Regions from separate parts of the Mus musculus genome. Here region 2 is linked to region 1. The links are chromatin contacts, called in public Micro-C maps. All regions are on one chromosome and are shown on one strand. The core of a region is the stretch at or near the end of the contact, and the rest is flanking DNA. Distances in the headings are between cores, read along the strand shown.

Region 1 (5,900 bases), core at 1,323-3,822:
TTTGCCAAATAAAGGCACAGCAGTCTGAGTTCAAATGAAAGACAGAATCCACAAGGCCAGCTAAACACAGGGTGTGAACATGGGAAGGAACTCTGGTAAAGGGAGAGTATAAGATTTAGACACCCCGAAGCTGAGAACGCATATCCCAGGGAGAACCGATGTGGAGAGTTTCCAAATGCTGAACGCTAGGGATAAAACTTTCTTCCTTAGGATTGCCACCTGGACCTAGAAAGTAAGTTGTCCCGGGGCAGAGTAGCTACTAGACAAGATTGCTTGGGGAAGGGAACACTTGCTCAGATTTGGAGTTGCACGGGGTCTTTTACGAACTTGAATTCAATTTCTTACTACATTGTACAATGCAGATTTATAGATTTAAAGCCACAGTCTTGTAGTCTGTACAGAGTCTGGCATCTGTGTGACTGGCTAAAGCAAAGGGCTCAAAGGCGCCACCTTCTGGAAGGATGCTCCCCTGCATCCCTACATCTACTCTATCTTCTGAATGACACAGTAGCCTCTTCTTGTGTCTGATACGAAAGCTAGTTCCCGTTTCTTGTTCAGCTTCCAAAAGCTGCCTCATTCCTCAACCCTTCCGAACCACATTATTCCTGGTGCTTTCTTTAATGTCTAGCACGGTCTCTGCCATCCATCCATAGCCATGAGGAAACCTGGTGTGACACTGTCCCACTGAGAAGTTCTTCATGCTTGGATAGGGACACCACCGTCTTGCGGCAAACCATCAGCAAGAGGTACTGTGAAGATGCACGTAAGAGCCGCCACTTCCCTTCTGAGCTGCCACAGCAACACCTCTTCACCAGCTCTGTGCCAGCCCTTCTACCGCCAGCTTCCTTCCCAGTCATGGAGCAGGGAGGAGGGTGAGAGGGCAGTGAGGGGAGAAAGCAGGAGTATGAAGTAGAGGGATTCTCACCCCTGGTGGGGAGAAGTGGGAAGAGTTCTCTTCTCTCCCAGCATGCCTTCCGCTGGTCTTCATTGAAGAATTCCCTCCTACCTTCCTCCATGACTGTGAAATGTCACATTTGCCACATTTTGCCTGCTGTAAACCACTCCCTAACAGAGTAGATAATGTGGACTGGAATGATCTGGTATTGCCCTGGGATGGCTGTCCCTTTTGTTGTAGCTATTGCTGTTTGCTTTTCTTTTAAGACGCTCACACTGTAATCCAGGCTGGTCTTGAACTCACCATGTATCCTAAGCTGATCTCAAACTCACAGCAATCCTCTGCTTCAGATTCTAGGACTCCAGGTATAAGCCACCATGCCTGGCTATTTTTTTTTAATTATTGCTTTATTAATGAATTAAAACTAGATATAGTTGTAGTATACTTTAGTTATGTAGTTCTCAACCTTCCTAATTTTGCAACACTTTAATGCAGCTCCTTATCTTGTGGTGACCCCTGACCACTAAGTTTTCTTGTTGCTACTTCCTAACTGTAATCCTACTACTGTTATGAATCATAAGGTACATATCTGGTATACAGAATATCTGATAAGCCACTCCAAAGAGGTCATGACCCAGAGGCTGAGAACCACTGCCTAGCTAGGTCACCATTAGTTGATTAAATCAACTTTTGAGGAAACCATTATTGTTTCAAAGCAGAGGGAATAAAATTTCATTTTTAAAAAAATGTGAATCTTAGCACCTTTATCCAAGCTACTGGCTTCATAGATATTGATGATAAATGCAGGGTTTTGTTTAGCCTTGAGCTCAGTACAAGTACTATAAAATGACTCTCATGAAAGCCAAGTCCATCTAGGCTGAACCCTTAGAAACAGCTGAGAAGAAGAGGGGGTTCCATGGTGTGCATTCAGAAGGTATCTTAGTACTAACTTCACTTCCACGACCATGACTTTGAGAGGATCACTGCCAAACGTCAACATGATTGTTCTGAGCACCTATCAGGTTCTGGGAATGGTATAGACCCTTTGTGCACATATTTTGTTCTCTTTCTCTGTGTGGAGGCCAAACACCAAAAATTGACATAGGTTCCTCCATCACTCGCCATCCTTTTTTTTTTTTTTTTTAAGGCAGGGTCTCTATTGAAGGAAGTATCTAAAAAATAGAGCCGGCTCGCTCCCGCGGTTGTGCCTGGCTGGCCATGCACTGGCGGTAAAAGGCCGACCTATTTCATCTCGTGGAGTCTCTCTGGCCTGGAGCTCCTGAAACGTCTCCATTCAGCTTGCTAGGTTCCCACTGTCAGGTCGCTATCATGCCAACCTCATGCTTCAAACCCCTCCACAGCCTTTGTGGTGCACATCTGGCAAACCCATGCTTTGCCGCTGTACCTCTCTCTCTTGAATCCAGCTGAGCCGCTGCCTAAAGGAAAACACAACACAAACTTAGCTCAGAAACTATGGTAACTCAATCTCTGGGTGCAACCACTAAAACCTAATCTTGTAAGCCTTATTAAAAACTGATTCTGCCATGACACAGGGAAACTCTAGCAGCTACATCTTACCCCTCCGCTGTCCGGTTCCAAAAGGGCCCTAACTCGCTCCTGCTTCCTCTCTGCCTCTCTCCAACCCAGAAGTCCCACCTACTCGCCCAGTGATTGGCTTTATTCGTTAGGTGATTGGCTCACAAGACCAGCAGCAGGCCCGTCCACACTAGGTCTCTTCCTGAACCTGGAGCTGCCTGGTTGACTAGACTGGCTGGTCAGAGACCTTCAGGGATCGGATCTTCCTATCTCTGTCACTGGTGCTAGGGTTACAGACAGGCATTAAACGCCTGGCTTTTACATGCCACTGAAAACCCTCATGCTTGTGTGGTAAATGTCTTATTGAACCATCTCCCCAGACCCTAAACACTAAAATTTGATATTTTTAAAGGCTGGACTTACTTGCTCTATAGAGCATGCATATAAACATTGGTATGTTGTGTTATATATCCAAAAACTGAATGATAATTATCCAGAAACTGACAAGTGATTCAATTATAAATTTATTATAGACAGAGAAAAAGTTTTACAATACACTGTGAAGTTAAAGGAAGGCAGGGCAGGACTGGAGAGATGGCTCAGTGACCAAGAGCACTGGCTGGTTTTTCAGAGGACCCAGGTTCAATTCCCAGGACCCACATGACAGCTCACAATCCTCTGACTTCATCCCTAGTGTATCTGATGCCCTCTTCCCACCTCTGTGGGCACTAAATGCACATGGCACACAGACATGCATGCAGGCAAAACACCCATACACATAAAATAAAATACTATTAGTTGGTTTCTACTCATTTCTGAATAAATGAAAAAATATAATTATCATTATCACCATATGCTATTTTTATAGAATGTTTACATTATTATTTTCCTGTGATGGATATGTATTGTTTTATCCATTTTTAAAGCATTAGAAAAATATGTTATAAGAAAAATTGAGTGAAATCCACTCTGTGTATATTAAATTAAGAGAATTTTTAATTTTTTTTTTAATCCTGGCTTTAAAAAAATGAAGCAGTTAATGGGTTTAACAAGGAAGTGTTGCAGTTACCCATGTATGCCATCAGAGGGCGCCAAAACTGCCCGCTGAAACTTAGCTGCAGAAATTAAGTAGCTCGATCCCAAGGCATTTCTAGCTTAAAACGGGCAAAAGTTTCTCTGAATAGAGTGTTTGTTAGTGATATATTTTAGTACACTTTTTCAATGTACAAAAAAAATTAACAGTGCCATTTCCCTAAAGGTCAGATTCTCAAAATTTCCGGAAATATGTAGACTCTTTAACACTTATCCCTGACTGTTCCATAATCTAAGTTACAGGGAAGGTTCCAGACAAACAGTAATAAGGAATGTCCGTGGTGCCCAATTGTGAATGGAGCGTACCAGTTTCCAGTGCAGTGCACTCTTCAGACAAGTCCGAGGTTCCCATGCGCTCGGGGAGGCTGAACCTGACATATGACCCCCCTGTCCCACGACCCTGAGCTGGAATGGAAGGTTCTTCCAAAAAAAGAGTGTGTCAGGCTCAGTATCCCTCATTACTAGGAGTCGTCTCTGGGGTCATACTTGGTAGATTCCAGGGAGTTTCTCTGCACTTATTTTACACATTCACACGCACGCACGCACGCACGCACGCACGCACACACAATTCCAGAATCTCTTTCCGTATTTTCTCTCCATCCCTCCTACTGGGTTGCCTGTCCAGCCTTGATAAGAGGGTTTGTGTCTAACCTTATCGTAACTTGTTGTGCCGTGTTCCATTGATATCTCTGAAAGGCCTGCTGTTTTCTGAAGGGAAGCAGGATGTAATGTATCAGAGAAGAGTTAGAGAGAGAGAGAGAGAGAGAGAGAGAGAGTCACAGAACCCTAGAAAGTTCTAAGAGCTTACAGCTGAGGAAGCACAAGGAGACCATAATTGTCTTTAAAAGATAGGACAGAAGAAGATGTCATGTGGGCACACAGGGATTCATCATGGTCTATGAAGCTGTGACACCACTGTTTGCACGTGTACCTGGGAAATGTGGCCAGAAACATGCATTGTTCCAAGTCACTTTTGAGGACTTTCCTCTCTTCCACTTGGGAAGAACAAATTCTGCCAGAGGACATGTGCCATTAACCACTGCGATCCCCACTCCGACTCTCAGCCTCTAGAGATGCTAATTATAGCAGAAAAATTCATTTCCTTGTGAAACGCAAGTCGGCCATATTGAGCTGCAGCATGCGGTGGGGGTGGAGAGCATCCGAGGGTCAGCATTCCTCTGTAAGCAGACAGCATCCGTTCAGTGAGAGAATCCCTTTAAAACCATAATTACATAGACAGCACTGTCTAGCTCAGAGGACAGCACTGGAGATCCAATCAGGCAGGTTTTACTCTATGGAAATGAGTGTGGACCCTAATCCAGCCAGCAAATCACTCAGCTCGGGAAGGGTCTGCACTCATCAAACTGTTTTCAAAGGCAGAGACGGCCTTCCTTTTCCTCAGGGTGGACTTTAAATCCTGTGCTGTTGATGTAGTTTCCAGAAACCAGGGTTCAAAGAGGGACCTCATCACTCCTGGGATGGTGACATGCTAATACTGTGTCTCGTGCTCTTCCTACAGCTCGACCATTATCCTGCTGTGGGTTACCATCTACCCAGCTCCTCTGATACGCTCTTCAATTCTCCCAAGTCGCTCTTCCTTGGAAAAGTTATAGGTAAGCCTTTGGTTCTTCAGGTGTGAGTGCAAGAGCTATGAATGCCCCTGACACAAGTCACACCAGGTAGTGTGAATTTGCATTCTTAAACTATAGCTCTCTCTCAGTAAGGTCAACCCTGAGCATCTTTGTACAAGGAAACCTATGTGGTTGTTGACGGTGTCTCACAGGAGTATTATAAGATCCTCTTTGGGGTATTGCTCATGCGATACATTGAGGCTGCTAATCACAGCTTTGATGGGAATTTTGACTAGGACAGAGGGTATCTCAGGCAGTGCCTGAAATGGAACTAGCATTACATGGTATATAGTATAAAGAAAAGCCAGTGAAATGTAAAATGTAAAATTTGTTCTTTGGTTTATGAAAGGCCTCTGCCTATGCCTATGCCTGTGAGTCACTCCCAAGAAACTCATCCAATGTCATTTGCAGATTAGAAGGTCATCAGGTAGAGGGCTGAATTTATAACTACCCTTGTCTTTCCCTCTCATGTAAGAAATAGTCACCCAGAATAAAAGGCGGGTGCCCATGAATATTTTTAGTGTTTCACATGAAGCCAACATGTCCTGAGTAGACGTCAGTGTCAGCAGGAAGCACAGCTCACATCTTAAAGGGATAAGAGATCACTTGTCTTGAGAGCCATAGGAGTGACCATAGTCAGAGACCATGGTTCAGATTGCCCCAAATAACATGTTCCAATGTAGATATCATTAAATAAACCTTCATAACCACAGGACATGCCATAAATCAAAACACACTGGTGAGAC
Region 2 (5,900 bases), core at 967-3,466, 260 kb after region 1:
AAGACCTTTGGGACAGTTTTGAGCTTTGATTCTGGTGTCACTCTCTTTCCAAACTGGCTCATCCAAAGAGATATCCATTTTGCTGAGACAGAGAAGATGAAGAGTGTTTTGAGCATGAAAGTTACTATTATATCTTTTTATCCTGTTAGGTAGGGTTATCTGCTCAGAACAGATGCCACCTGGTTGCAAAGTGGACACAGGTGAATGAACAAATCAATGAAAATGATAGTATTGACAGTAAATAAGATACTTTAAAACAAGGAATGGAGGCAGGGCGAATCAGGGAGTGGATTCAGATAGATTAAATACTTGTATTAAGGCAAAATGGGTTGGAGAAAACCCTCAAGTTGACATACAAACTCATATCCAGAGGTGAAAAATCACAGGAAAGGAGACCATATAGACTGGTGAGACTGAAGACAACAGATTAGGAAATATAGAGAGGAAGTAAACTGTTTTCTATGAATACATGGGAATCCAGTTTAAAATGAAAGCCAAAATATACAAGGAACAAGCCTTACATTTATCTCCACCCTTACCATATGTCTACAGAAAAGTTACTAAAAACATGTTTCTTTTGAATGAGTTATTGAGGTGTTTGACATAAAACAAATTAAAAACCTTTTCCCCAGACAAACGTAAAGATAATATAATTTGGTATACACATGCAGAAACAACACTTCTAAAAAATACTTAATAGATGTTGACAAAAAGCTACAGTTCGATAGAAGACACTAAACCAGCAGTTCTTAACTTCCTAATGCTGTGACTCTTTAATACAGTTCACCAGGTGACCCCCAATCAGAAAATGGTTTTTGTTGCTATTTCATAACTGTAATTTTGCTGCTATGAATCGTAATGTAAATGTGTTTGGAGATAGAAGTTTGTCCAACGGGTGTCCATCCACAGAATGAGAACTGCTGGACTACACACCAGTGGGACTTTCTTTTGAGAGGAAGCACGGGTTACTCAAGTTGTGGATTTGAGACCTGTCAGGTCTGCTGAGGATTTCTGCCCCGAAATGGTGCATTAGAAAGAATCTCTGTGGTGTTCTAGTTTGGTGAAAAGTTACAGAAGTTACATCAAATACATCTTTGGCCCAGATGATGAGCTAACTGAAAATCTTCCCTTGCTAGTTCACAGAATTAAATGGCAGATCTAAGCTAGGATATTAAAACAGCTGCCTCTAACAAGGTATGGGGTAAATCCATTCTTTCTCCAGCCTCTCACCTGTGGCTAGGGGTGTTGCCAAATTTACAATTGAATATTACAAAGCACAAGATGACAGCAGCTGATTTCCAATGGGTGAGATTATTCTAGATGTAAGAATACTACTTCATGCCATCCCAGGTTGGAATCGCAACTCCCAACTCTCCCTAACTAAACCATATACAGTGAAAGTGAAAAAAGGCTCTCAAGAAGGAAGGGAGGCCACTGCTGAAAAGTATTAAAGAGGGAGACACACATCCACGTGGGTATGTGGGCAAGCTGGAGGTTTCCGCAGGAGGATCTCCAAGGCCTGCAGGTAGAAAGGGGGGTCGGTGAAGCAGTAGCACTTTTCTCTTGAGTCCGCCTGCCCATTTGACTTTCTCATCTCACGGTTGGGGATACTGCCTCTGGTTCAACTCCAGGACAGGAGACACCAGCCAGGATCAGTGCAGTTGGGACCCATGTCAGCTCCCGGGAGGTGCATGGAGGGGAGGGGCAGGGGAGCTCAAAGCCCCTCTCCCACAGCCGCTTCCGGAAGTGTCTTCAGAGGTCAGAGCCCCCAGCCTCGGCTCGGTCTCCACGAGAAGTCCGAAGTGGCGGGAAGCCGGCACTCGAGAGGCCGCCCCGACGCGAGGGCGGCGGGAAAACCTGGCGGAGGATTCCGCTCGTCCGGCAGGACCCGGCTCGGCGTTTGGGAAGCAGAGGCCATGGCTCGCAGGTAGAAATGCCCGCGCGAAGCGGGTCCTGGCCACGAAGCGGGTGACCAGGGCCTCTGGGGGGGCCGTTTCCGTGCCCCTCCCGCGCCGCCGCAGGCCCGGCGATGGCGGCGACGGTTTCTTGGCTCCCCCGCCCCGGACGCCGATGGCGGTGCGTTCCGGCCCTCCCTCCCCCACGGCTTCGCCCCGCGGTCGCCAGAGCCGGTGAAGCCGGGAGGGCGGGGAGCGGCGGAGGGACGGCGAGAGGGCGGAGGTTGCGTGGTGCAGGCGGCGGCGGCGGCGGCGGGAGGAGGAGGGCCGGCAGGCGGGCAGGGGAGGAGGAGGAGGAGCGGGCGCCGTGTCGCACGCAGCTCCAGGCGGGGCAGCCCGGGCGCTGAGGGACGCGGCCAGACCTCGGCGGGCCCCGCGAGCACTACACGCCGTCGCCCGAGCGTCGGGGGGCGCCCGGAGATGCGGGTGAGTAGCGGCTCGGGCCGCGGTGGCGGGAGGCAGCGCAGGCCACGGCGGAGCCGCGGCGTCGCAGTGACTCGGGCCGCGGCGTCCGAGCCCGGGCTGCCGGCGAGGCCTGAGGCGCCGCGCCGCGGCTAGGCGGAATGGCGGCCGGGCCGGAGAAGTCGTGGGCGTAGGACGCCGAGGGCGGAGCGGAGCGGCCAGGCCCGGCCTGAGTCACCCGGCCGGCCAGGCTCGGCCTGGGCCGGGACTCGCAGGGCCAGGCCCTGGCTACGCACTGGGAAAAAGCCGGACTCACCGCGGCCTGTGGCGCCGACCTCGGCGCCTCACGCGCCACCCCTCCCTTCCCCTCGGCCCTGGGGGTTCCGCTTGGCCGGGGTGGCTCAGGGCCGGGGGACTCGTGCTCTCGGGGATCCGGGGGCACTCATTGTTGCGACGGTGCGGGGCATGATTATTGGGTAACAGTGGTGCCGGGCTCCGTTCTCTCTGGGAGCGTGGCCGAGCAAGGCGCGCCGGGATGCGGTGTGCTTTTCCAAAGGAACGGAGCCCCCGGGCGTCCGCCAGCTCTCCTCAGTCGAACTGGGCCCTCCCTGTGCGGCGGCCTCGGCGCGTCCCCGGTCCCGGCGGGAGCGCGCGCTCTGACCCCAAAGGTAACCCGGCACCGGGCCAGGAGGACTGAGTCGGGGGCTGTAGACTCTGCGGGCCTCTATTCTTAAATCCCGCGTGGCCCTGAGAACCCCCTCTTTCTGTCACCTGTGCACTGTGTTGTTACTCAGGAGATAACTAAGAAAGCAAGGAACACTTGCACTCTCATTCCTTGAGCCTAAGCCCCAAAGTTAAGGGAGCTAGGTATGCCAAAAAAGGAGGATTCCCCTTTTCTGAGAGGTCACTGTTGATACTTGTGGTTAGTTCACAGTCGTTGGGGGTTTGTGGGACGGGCACGCATGCCGAAATGCAGTCAAGTTGTTCAAGTGCTTTTAGTTGCCCTGTGTGTACTTGCTCTTTGCTGGAGTAGCATTAAAACAGCCAAAAGCTAAGAATGGAATAAATGATTACTGTTTTAGAAAGGCACTGGGGTGACAAAAGAGGAACTAAGCTCCTTTTACTTCAATTTTTAGGACCTAAACCTAACACTCTGAAGAAGCCAGTGTAGTTGAGGAAAATAAGGATATGAGGTCTTTCTTTGTTTGAGAAGGCTTTAAGATTTCTCTTTTTACTTAAAACTTGTATTTGTTGCTTCCCATAGTAAGTTGAAACAGTTATAGCTCATTTTAAATTCTGAGTATGCAACACAACACTGGCTTGTTTTATCTTCTATTCTGCCCATTTTTGGAGGTTTTGGGGAGCATTTACTAAGCCTTAAGCCTGGGAGAAAAGACCAAAGTGCTTTCTAAAAATGCTAACCTTTCTCTTTCCTCCCTGTTGGCATCATCTTTAAAAAACTGTTTTGCCCAAAAGACAACCAATTTTAGATAGGCTAGGGTGTTTGTAAGATACATCTTTCCTGAGTCTTATGGTCAGGCCCTGGAAGGTGTGGCCCAAATTCCTAGTATGTCACATACATCTGAAGTCTGAGCTAATTTGGCCAGGTGTCTTTAGATATTACATAGACTCTGTTGTTCAGGGAACTCCACCTTCTTGCGCTAATTAATTTTGTCAGTGCAGGCTTATTTCCCATACATGTGACTATGAAATCATTGAAGACACAGACTAAGTCCTTTACTTTGTAACCCTCAGATAACAGAACATGATCTTGCTGGTACCATGAATGATTTTTTTTTTCTTTTTTGGACTAATCCTAGGGTTTTACTACTCCCCTTCATTTTGGCTGCAGAAAACATAGTCACTGTTGCTGCTGAGCTTGTTAAAAGTGCAAGTTTACTATTATGTTGCATGCTTCCCTAGAGTGAAAACTGTTATTTTTCTTGTGTCCCCCTTCCACCTGCATAACTACATACTGTATCCTAGGGAAAAAATGGTTGAGGGTTTCTTTAGTTGTGGAAATCTAAACAGTTTGTAAAATTAAAATTAATCATTCTAATTTAAGGAGTCAGTATTTTTTTAAAAAACAAGTTTGTTTACCCCTTTGCCTTTGAAGTAAAGCCGGTTAGTATTTAAGGCTGTTACCTGCTGGGAAGATAGTCCAGCCCAGTTGTACCAAAAGTTTCTGTGGGAGGATAAGGGACCTTCATTTCAGCAAGGAAAATTATGTTTAAATGAACAAACCTTAAGTCAAACAATAGTTACTTGGCATTCTTAAGATTTAATTTGTTAGGGCCCCTCAAAGTTATAACTGTCTTGAAGTTTGAGCACTTCATAAGTCCCAAAGCCTAGTCTTTTTTACCTTTCCCATGAAGTCATGGGATAAATTGATTTTTGAGAATCAGTGGTTTCATTTTGAACTCATCTTTTAGGTATGCTTGGAGGAAAAAGCTGTTAACCATCTATTTTAAAGGACAGTTCTAAATTCATCTTTTAAAAAAGCATGTATGTGCATGCACCACAGTGCACGTGTGAAAGCCAGAAGACAAACTTCATAGTCTCTTCTCTATCTTGTGGGTCTCAGGGATTCCGTAAACTTGGCAGCAGTTCCTGAGTCTTGGCAGCAAGCACCTAAGGTAGTTTTTAAGTGATACCATCTAACTTCTAAGTTCTTAAAATGAGTGGATTCCATGGGAACATAACCAATGAGACATTGGAGAACTACCTTATAGAGCATAGTATATCATTTCATGTTTGATCACCAGGGTTATGTAAAGTCTTGATAGTATTTTTTTTTTCCCTTGGGAAACCTGGACAGAAGGAAGATTCTGCTCTCTGGCTTCCACTCACGCTTCAGCTTGATTGTACTTCTGATCTGTTCTGGGTCTTTTTCTTATCACTTTAGCTCAGGCATCTTCATTTTAGGAAAGCTGGTCTTGCCATCCTGTCTAGGACCTTTCCCTAGGTCCTCATGTTGTCTATGTTGTTTATGTCATGTTGTCTATGGATCTATCCCAGTGCTTAACATTCTGATGACACTTGGTGGTTTCTTCTATTAGACTGACTTTACCTAGGGGCAGGTGGAACAAATCTGACTCTAATACCTAGCACAATGCTCATGTCAAAATCTATGTACATCCTCCCACTTCAGATCTTTACAAAGCCACGTGAAGTGTAAGTACTGACATTTAGCTCTCCTTGTAGAAAATAGAAGGGTCCTGGACTTTGGGTAGTTTTCATCAAGACTATGAAGGTGTAAAGCCTCAGGTAGGAGGTTAGAGCAAGATGGTCATCCCAGAGTTTGAACTTTTAAACAAGGGACTCACCTTGAAAGTGATGTATATGAAATTAAAGGAAGATTAGCAGAGATTAAAATGAAAGAGTCTTTAAGGATTGATGTCTGACCATTACAACAGAATTCATCATACATAATAAGTATGGTTGGTTCCCAAGAATGAGTTTCTTCTTCCTGGTCCTTCAGAAAACACTAGAGAGTAGACAGTGATGGTATAAGCATAAACATTTGTAGAACTTTGGGGCTAT

What was found. A called contact is a pair of places that touch in the nucleus more often than the background predicts.
Region 2: a Micro-C map of embryonic stem cells shows a contact between it and region 1, with 2.8 times the contacts expected there. The contact joins the promoter of Cul1 here to the enhancer-like site in region 1. A contact is called at or near these places in 1 of 39 promoter capture datasets (hippocampal neurons), 10 of 484 Hi-C or Micro-C datasets (the G1E-ER4 cell line, LSK cells, Sertoli cells and 3 more) and 11 of 115 datasets of contacts at active chromatin or transcription factors (astrocytes, cardiomyocytes, differentiating embryonic stem cells and 7 more).

What each region holds. Positions count from the first base shown.
Region 1 is chr6:47,187,944-47,193,843 of GRCm38.p6, forward strand. Cntnap2 (contactin associated protein-like 2) reads left to right here. Exons shown (of 24, transcript NM_001004357.2): 21 at 5,043-5,136. It overlaps Gm35280 (a long non-coding RNA gene), which reads right to left. Exons shown (of 8, transcript XR_001785456.2): 8 at 3,441-4,701. Among named protein-coding and RNA genes, the nearest start is that of Gm35565, 37 kb to the right of the region's middle. Within about 2 kb of position 2,573, at least 14 of the 459 cell types and tissues checked have an H3K27ac peak or open chromatin away from gene starts, as enhancers often do. A contact at or near this core is called in the G1E-ER4 cell line, differentiating embryonic stem cells and embryonic stem cells, where this site is marked.
Region 2 is chr6:47,452,103-47,458,002 of GRCm38.p6, forward strand. Cul1 (cullin 1) reads left to right here and starts at 2,217. Exons shown (of 22, transcript NM_012042.4): 1 at 2,217-2,381.